2 separate regions of the Gasterosteus aculeatus genome follow, and region 2 is linked to region 1. A link is a contact called in public Hi-C data. All regions are on one chromosome and are shown on one strand. Each heading gives the region's core, a stretch centred on a gene start, on an enhancer-like site or on the middle of the called end of the contact. The rest is flanking DNA. Distances are from core to core; before and after follow the strand shown.

Evidence for each region. A called contact is a pair of places that touch in the nucleus more often than the background predicts.
Region 2: a Hi-C map of tail fin shows a contact between it and region 1, with 5 times the contacts expected there. The contact joins the enhancer-like site here to the promoter of zfp36l2 in region 1. A contact is called at or near these places in 4 of 6 Hi-C or Micro-C datasets (skeletal muscle, tail fin and whole body).

Annotation. Positions count from the first base shown.
Region 1 is chr6:6,368,893-6,372,644 of fGasAcu3.hap1.1, forward strand. zfp36l2 (zinc finger protein 36, C3H type-like 2) reads right to left here and starts at 1,872. Exons shown (of 2, transcript XM_040179111.2): 1 at 1,276-1,872; 2 at 1-1,112. The coding sequence starts at 1,365.
Region 2 is chr6:6,320,024-6,323,775 of fGasAcu3.hap1.1, forward strand. No RefSeq gene overlaps it. Among protein-coding and RNA genes, the nearest start is that of LOC144409417, 31 kb to the left of the region's middle. Within about 2 kb of position 1,603, at least 7 of the 9 cell types and tissues checked have open chromatin away from gene starts, as enhancers often do.

The DNA of each region.
Region 1 (3,752 bases), core at 622-3,121:
GACCCGCTCGCGTAGCTCTCCCGGTCGGAGAGCGAGTCGGGCGGGCTGGGAGGAGGCTCGAACACCGGCGACTCGCTGAGGCGGCGCAGCGCCTGCAAGTGGCTCATGTTGTACGTCGGCGGGGAGGGCGGGCACGCGCTGCCCTGCGCGTTCCCGTAGTAGGCGCCGGCGGAGTGGTTGTTGGCGTACCCGCTCGGGGTGTGCACGGCCAGCGGGGCCAGCAGGGCTTTTAGGTCCTGCCCGGGGAAGGCGAAGGCACTGTTGATGCAGGACAGGGAGTTGGGAGAGAGCACGTCCTCGTAGAAGCTCGAGGTGGAGGTGCAGGAGGAGGAGGCGGTGGCCGGCGGCGGGGTCCGGGACATGGGGCTGTCGAGCAGGGGAGACTCGAGCCCGTGGTGGGTGGAGAAGCCGGAGAAGCTGAGGCTGTGGTGAAGCTTTGGTCTGTCCCTCTGGGTGTAGCCGAGCTGCGGCGGCAGCGAGTCCCGCTGGCCGTAGCTGCACAGGTCGCGGACCGAGCGGGACTCGCCCAGCTGCATGTTGGCGTTGGTGGCCGGCGCGGGCCGCCGCTCGTCGGCGTTGTGGATAAAGTGACACCGGGGGCCGTACGGGCAGAAGCCGATGGTGTGGAAGGTGCGGCACGGCTCGGTTTTGTACTTCGGGTGGCGGGACAAGCTCCGCAGCTCGTGGTAGCCGTGAGCGAACTGGCACTTCTCCCCGTACTTGCACGAGCCGTTCTCCTCGAAGGGCCGGCACAGCTCGGTCTTGTAGCGGGTGGAGTTGATCTGAGAGCCGGGCTTCTGCTGCAGCACGCCCCGGTCCCCGTTGTCGCTGTACGCGCGGTCGCGGAACTTGTTCTCCTTGTTCATGAGGGCCGTGGCGGCGCTGCTGCTGCTGCTGCCGCCGCCGTTCGGCGTGTTCTCCTTCAGGCTGCCGTAGGAGCCCATCGAGTACTTGTTGCCGTTGTTCAGCGCCTCCAAGTTGCTGGTTGAGTTTCTGCGGAAAAATCCCGGAGAGAAAGGGCCGGAGCCCGGAGACGTGACCGGGGCCCCGACGGCTTTCTTGTCCAGCATGCTGTTGATGTGGAGGGCGTTCATGTTCATGCTTTTATCTTGCTGTACGGGAGAGAAAGACACAAGTTAGCAGTGCACGGCTGGCAGCAAATTGACACAATGTTTCCACCACATGACGCCGCAACAAGTTGATGCAGTCGAACAACTTTGCGGCGTTGATGCAGCGCGCGCGCCCGCGCCCCCCGGTAACGCGCCCGAGCTTTACCTTGTAGAGCAAGTCCATGTCGTAGAACGCGGACAAGACGGTCGCAGACATCTCGTTTCCCCAAGCGTGCTGCCGCACTCCCTCTTTCATGGAGGACCGAGCGGGGTCCCTGAACGCGGCGTGCGGAAGCGGTAGTTTGTGCCACGACTGGTTTTGGTTGAGGGAAAAAGTTGCCGTTAAAAAGTTCGTGTGCAGTTTTTAAGTCCGCAGAAGTTTGGAGGAGGATAAGAAGAAACACACAAAAAAAACCAACAACCAGCAGGGGGGTTGGTTTGGTGCTGTGGGGTCGGAGGTGGCTTTATGTCCTCCCCTCGAGAAGCGCGGAGCCAGAGTGCTTCACTGTGCGCTGCAGCCTTTTTGCGTGGGTATAAATGCCTGGCGGCGGCCGGGGAGGGGCGAGCTGAAGTCGGTGCGAAGTTTTGCGAGGAGCCGCCTCTTCCCCCCCTCCCGGAGAAAAGCTCCTCTCACCGGTTGGCCGCCTATTCTCCTTCACCACGCCTTGAAATCCAACCCCAGCACCCCCCCCCCCCCCCCCTCTCCCTTCCCGCACACACACACACACTTTTAATCACACAACCAATTTTGTGGAAGTTTATCTTTTATTTTTTTGTTACTACTTCTTCTTCGGCCGACTCGCTGAGAAAGAATGCAGAAACACATGGTGGGGGTCTACTGCGCATGCGCGCTGCTCTACAGGAACAAATTAACCGTACGCACATCCTCCCCTGGGTCACACGTTGTGCCTTGCTCAAAGGCAACTTCTCCGACCCCCCCGAAAAAAAAGAAAAAACCGACCAGTGCCAGGCCACCCTTCTCCACCTCTGGACCACCACACTAGGAAGCTGACACATGCATTTGTAATGGAAGGAAACTGTGCCTCTCCCTCCCTGTGATGGGGTGAGACCACAAGTATGAGGGGAGAGGAGTCCAGGCAGAGTGCAAGCACCAATTTATAGCAGCGAGCGCGTTGCGTAGTGGACTTCCACAGGGCAACAGCGGCCTATTCCTGGTCCACTACACATGGCAGAGGAGACATGTCCATGGCCGTCGGCAGCGCGTGACCTTTTTATGCTACTCATTCAAACTAAACATCGATAGGATTTTGTCTCGATTCAGAAATCGATTGGAAAAGAACGAGCTAACGCGCTGAGCGCAAAGCGGATACGCTTCGGTTACAATCTTCTTTTTGAGCCACTCTTGAAGTTTCTCCATGACTTGTTTTTCCCCCCCAATCTCAGGCCCGACTGCAAGAATGCGGTTTGTAAATGTGTCGCAGCGGAGCAACGCTGCCCCCGCGAGGCCAAGAGGGGAACTGCGTGCCCAAACGGACTCTGGCTCCCCCTGCTGGCCGCAGCTGGCTCAGGCCTAAAGGCCCATTTGGATCCCCTTTAGCGGTGATTGTAGAGAAAGTGACTTTTTTTATGTCGTTTGTTTTTGCCACAGCAGAAGCCCCCAGACATAGTGGGTGTTTTGTGTCACCCTCCTCTTTGTTAATCAAAGAACGCGCTGCAGTTGGCCTGACGTAACGTTCGCAGGGTGGCAGAATGTTCACATGGAAATGTCAAACTACTACGCTGCACTCTGGGAGTTGTCAAGTTGAGAAGAATAAATCCCACAGTGGAAAGATTGCAGCGCTGGCAGCAGAAGGACGAGACTTACATCAGCGAGCCGACAGCGGGGTGTAAAAACGCTGTGCGACACGGATCTGCAGAAATTTCCAGGTTCTGCGACACTAGTAACCATGAAGCTTTTCAAGTCAAAGAATAGTTCTACATTCTTTTTTTTTAAATAAACAATTTTTCTCTCCATGACATGATTCAATATTTCTTCAAGTGCTGTACGGTTTGTGATGCCGGGGGGGACACATGCGAAAAACAAGTGACATAAGAGCTTGGAATCTACTACTACCAACCCTAAAATTAGTCTTGAGGGCTGCCCCAGGACTATTTGCTTGGCCAGTTGTGATAAATAGTTTAATGGGAAGAACAGACACGCCGAGGCTGCTGAGAAAATCCCTTCAACATGTCCTCGTCCGCAGTAACCGCTCTCCTCCATCACGGCTCTGTTCCGTTAAAGCGTTCATCTATGGGGGGGCGTTAAGATGTTCCAAAACATTACGTCAGTTTTACTGTAACAGGGAACATGGCTACCAGGGAAGGAGAAGGGTCCGGCTGTGTGAGAGGGCAACACACAAATTCATGTGTACAAACACACACGCATACACACACAGGACAGTAGTCCATTGTGCCGTCCTCCTAATTACATAACCAGGAAAAGTAGAGGGAAGCATAAAAACGCAGTCCAACGGGAAGAATCCTGCAGTAAATTGAACAGCGGAAAAATAACACCTTGTATAAACATACAGTCGAAGTCAGAGCGAACGCTGGAGCGCGACTTTGGGGACGTGTCGAGAGAGGAAAACACTTGCCTCCACGATCCCGCGCCAGCGCTGTAAAGCCAGCGCGGCCGCACAATCG
Region 2 (3,752 bases), core at 353-2,852, 49 kb before region 1:
TGGCGCCACATAACCGGTGGATGCAACATAATGTGTCATCCCGGGGTCCATTGAACAGTACAATAATAATGAAACCAGATGATACATCATTTGTTTTTTTTTCTTTTTATTCTTGATGGCATTTCTTTTTTAGACTATGCATCGAGTGTGCTGACTATTTGTTATTCTGCTATGTGAAATATTTCATGGCTCTTGTTATAGCCCCTTAAATGCTTTATACAACAAATAATATGTACTGGTGTTTTTGTAGATACATACTGTAGGTGTATATCAAAATACACAGATATATGTGTGTATGCAACCTTTGACTATCGTTCATGTACCCCTGCTTTAGTCGTAGAGTTCATATCATCTTCTACTTACTTTATGACGACTGAAACTTTTAAACTTTTATAAACACACATTTTAAAAACCATCAATGATGAAAAAACCTCAGCGAGGCCCTTTTCAGATTAATATAAATAAATATACATGTACGGCAAAAGGCATCCTTCTAAGAACACCGCAGCTCAGAGGCCCTGAAAAAGGAGGCGTGCTCATCTTTGCTTTTCATCCAACACCAGTTGCCCACAGCCAGTCGTCTGTTTGCCAAGTCGAGCCGTGCAGGAGACGTAGATGTTGGAGAATTGAGGGGAAAATGAAGCCACCTAGACCTCAAATCCCCCCCGGAGAAAAGAGAGAGAGAAACTGAAAGAAAAATGGGGGGGAAAGAACTTTGAGGAAATTCCCCTCCTTCCCATTTCTCCCCAGTCCCTGCAGTGCTCAATTGTAAATTCTTGGGAATAAAAAAGAAAGCAGGCACAGCTTTGTGCTCAGGGCTCAGCTTGGCTTCATTAAAAGAGCCAGCGGAGACGAGAGAAGGGCCTGATGGGATGTAGGGGTGGGGGACCTGGTTCTCTTAAGCCCCATCAGTGTGTTTATGCTGTAACAGCGAGGACGAGGAGGGGGGGGGGGGGGTGCAAGCTGTGTGTGTGTGTGTGTGTGTGTGTGTGTGTTTTGGACTTTTTCTGACTCAGAGCCGTGCTCCACAGCCCATAATTAATGGTCCCTGATGGAGGTGGGGCGGGACAATAGCAGCCTTTCAGCGGGGCCCCCAGTCCCCGGACCCTGTCCTGGCCCGTCCTGCAGGCACATTGTTGCCCTGCTGTAACTTCTGCCAGCTGGGCCTGGAGGGAAACTTCCGCATAGTGGGGGACAGAGACACTGCGACGCAGGATCCTGTGTGTCTGCATGTGTGCACAGAGGCTTCGTACCAAATTGGATTACGGAGTTAAATACGAGTAGAGGAGAGTAGAAGACAGAGCGCCAAGAGACACCGTGCACTTGTTGCACTCGTGTCTTCCACCGGCGGAGGATAAAAATGTTTGTACGGAATTATTCTCGGCTCTGGTGGGAATAAAATTAAGTATGAATGTGGGATAGCTTCACTATTACAAGGTCATCTTGTCAGATATCGATTATTTCATCTGTTTTTAAGGTTTAGAGAGCAGGAAAAAACTTTTTCTTTTTTTACTTTACGATGAACACCAGGGGTCAGTGTTCCTACGAGTAAAGAGAGCGGCAGCAGCGTGCACCCCCACCCATCATCCATCCACACGTGAATCACAGTGGCTCTCCGCGCGGTCAGTGCAGGACCAGAGACGTCTTTTCCCCGTCTACCCGCCTCTGGGGTGACGTCCTGTTACACAACTCCGCTAAGATATCTGTTTACTATTATTCAGTTGTTTTTTCTTAAATAAGGACTTTTCCTCATTTTCTTTCCTAATACCTGTAGTAATTGTGTCTCACCCTGAAGTCTTCCGTCTGTGAAATAAGATTGTTAATATGGCTGCGTGGCCAAAGACGCGCACGGGGTTGTGTGAGGGTCTGCGTTGGCCCGATAAGTGTACACTTGTCAGGCATGTGTGCGCATGCTTTGGGTGCGTAATTGCGACTGAATCCACTTCACACATTCAACAAGTGTTATATTTTGTGACTGTAAATCAATGGTTGCCTGAGGTTTTGTTGCAGCAACACTGTATATTATGTTGCGATTTATTACAATGTTCAATTACATTCTACAGTATGTTATCTGCGGTTTGCAATGTCATGACACAGTGTGTTACGTTGCCTCGTCCTTTCACAGCATCTTATGTCACGCTGTCTTACATTACCGTATGATGCCCATTAGTTGTTATATTATGTCATGGCATGTGGTGTTAAGTCACTTGACGTCTCTTCACGTCATGTCATGCTACGGTTTGTTTTGTTACGCCATCAAATCATACAGTCTTTTAGTCAGTCACATTATGTCAGGTCATCATGGGGCAAACTCTGCCATGAGAGCAGAAGCATTCCCACTCTGCCATCGCTAATACATTCGGATGCAGCGGATGGGAATTACGCAGGAAGACAGGCTGGGACCCGGAGCCCCTTAATCTGCCCTGTGGAAGCCATAATCCCATTACTGTGCAAGGGAGCGGGAGCCCCAGGACGCTCTAGCTCACTGCCTGCAGCCGGGCGACAAAGCTCACTGTTTTTTGATCAGCTTTTGAAGTGGAAGCTGACCTGAAGGAACCTCGTTTGGATTCCTGGAGGCGTGACGGCGGCAGTTACAGACCAGCGGTTATCTCGCTGTAAGGACGAGGAAGAGCGTTTCCACAGGGAACTCCCAGTGGATTATTTATAGGTTTTTGGAATTCCAAGGTCAGTGTAAAATCAAGCAGCTGGAAAACAAACTGTCGTACAATGCACATATCTCTTCTACAAGTTTCAAAAGTGAATTTTTCTTTTTTAGACAATTAAAATCTGGAAAAAGATAAAGGTTTCCATATTTGCCTACAAAATCAACCATCAACCTTGACTTATTCATTCAGTGAAATGAGGCATACAAAATATAGAGAGCAGTTTTTTTCCATTGGATCTGAGTTCAATCTTACCAAAATACATGTTTTGTTTTTATAGGAAATAACTGTCATAACACTTCCTGGATACAAACCAGCGTTTGTTTCTATTTCCACTCACATGTGCTGTCAAACCACACTGTCATTTCAATTCCATTTCCCATTCTGCTGCTTTGTTTGGGGCTGCTTCTCTTCTCCTTATTATTATTATTTTGATGTGTCTGAATCCATGTTTCTATTATTTCTTCTTTGTCTCAACAACAAGGACTGGTTTTTATCACATAAAGACCCCATTGGTCCCGTTAATTTCTTTTCTCTCTTGTGTCTGTGCCTCACTCTAAACGGAATCTGTTGACATGCACCAGCCTGTCAGTCTGCACGAGTGTGTGTGTGTGTGTTTATATGTGTATGTGCGGCTACATGCCTGCCTCCTCATATATCCTTTAAGTCAGTGTGTGACAGCACACCGACCTGTTTACCTGAGGATGTGTTGGCTGATGTGCCAAAGCGAAGGCAGTCAGTCTTGTGGGCGACAGGCTTCGACCCGTCTGTGTGTGTGTGTGTGTGTGTGTGTGTGTGTGTGTGTGTGTGTGTGTGTGTGTGTGTGTGTGTGTGTGTGTGTGTGTGTGTACATGACACTTGAGGCCAAGTAACATCACTGAGGGAGATGTGGGAGCGAGCTAACTTGAGTTACTTGATGTCAATTTGGGATTTGTGTATTTGTATTTGCGTAATACACAGTTCCATTAGGGCCTTTGTTGCAGGGGGGGGTTGTGGTTGGGTTTTGCGGGGCAGGAGGCCTGGACATTTCACAGTGATACTAAACCTGTATTCAAGAACAGTTTTATATATTAAATATTAAATTAAATA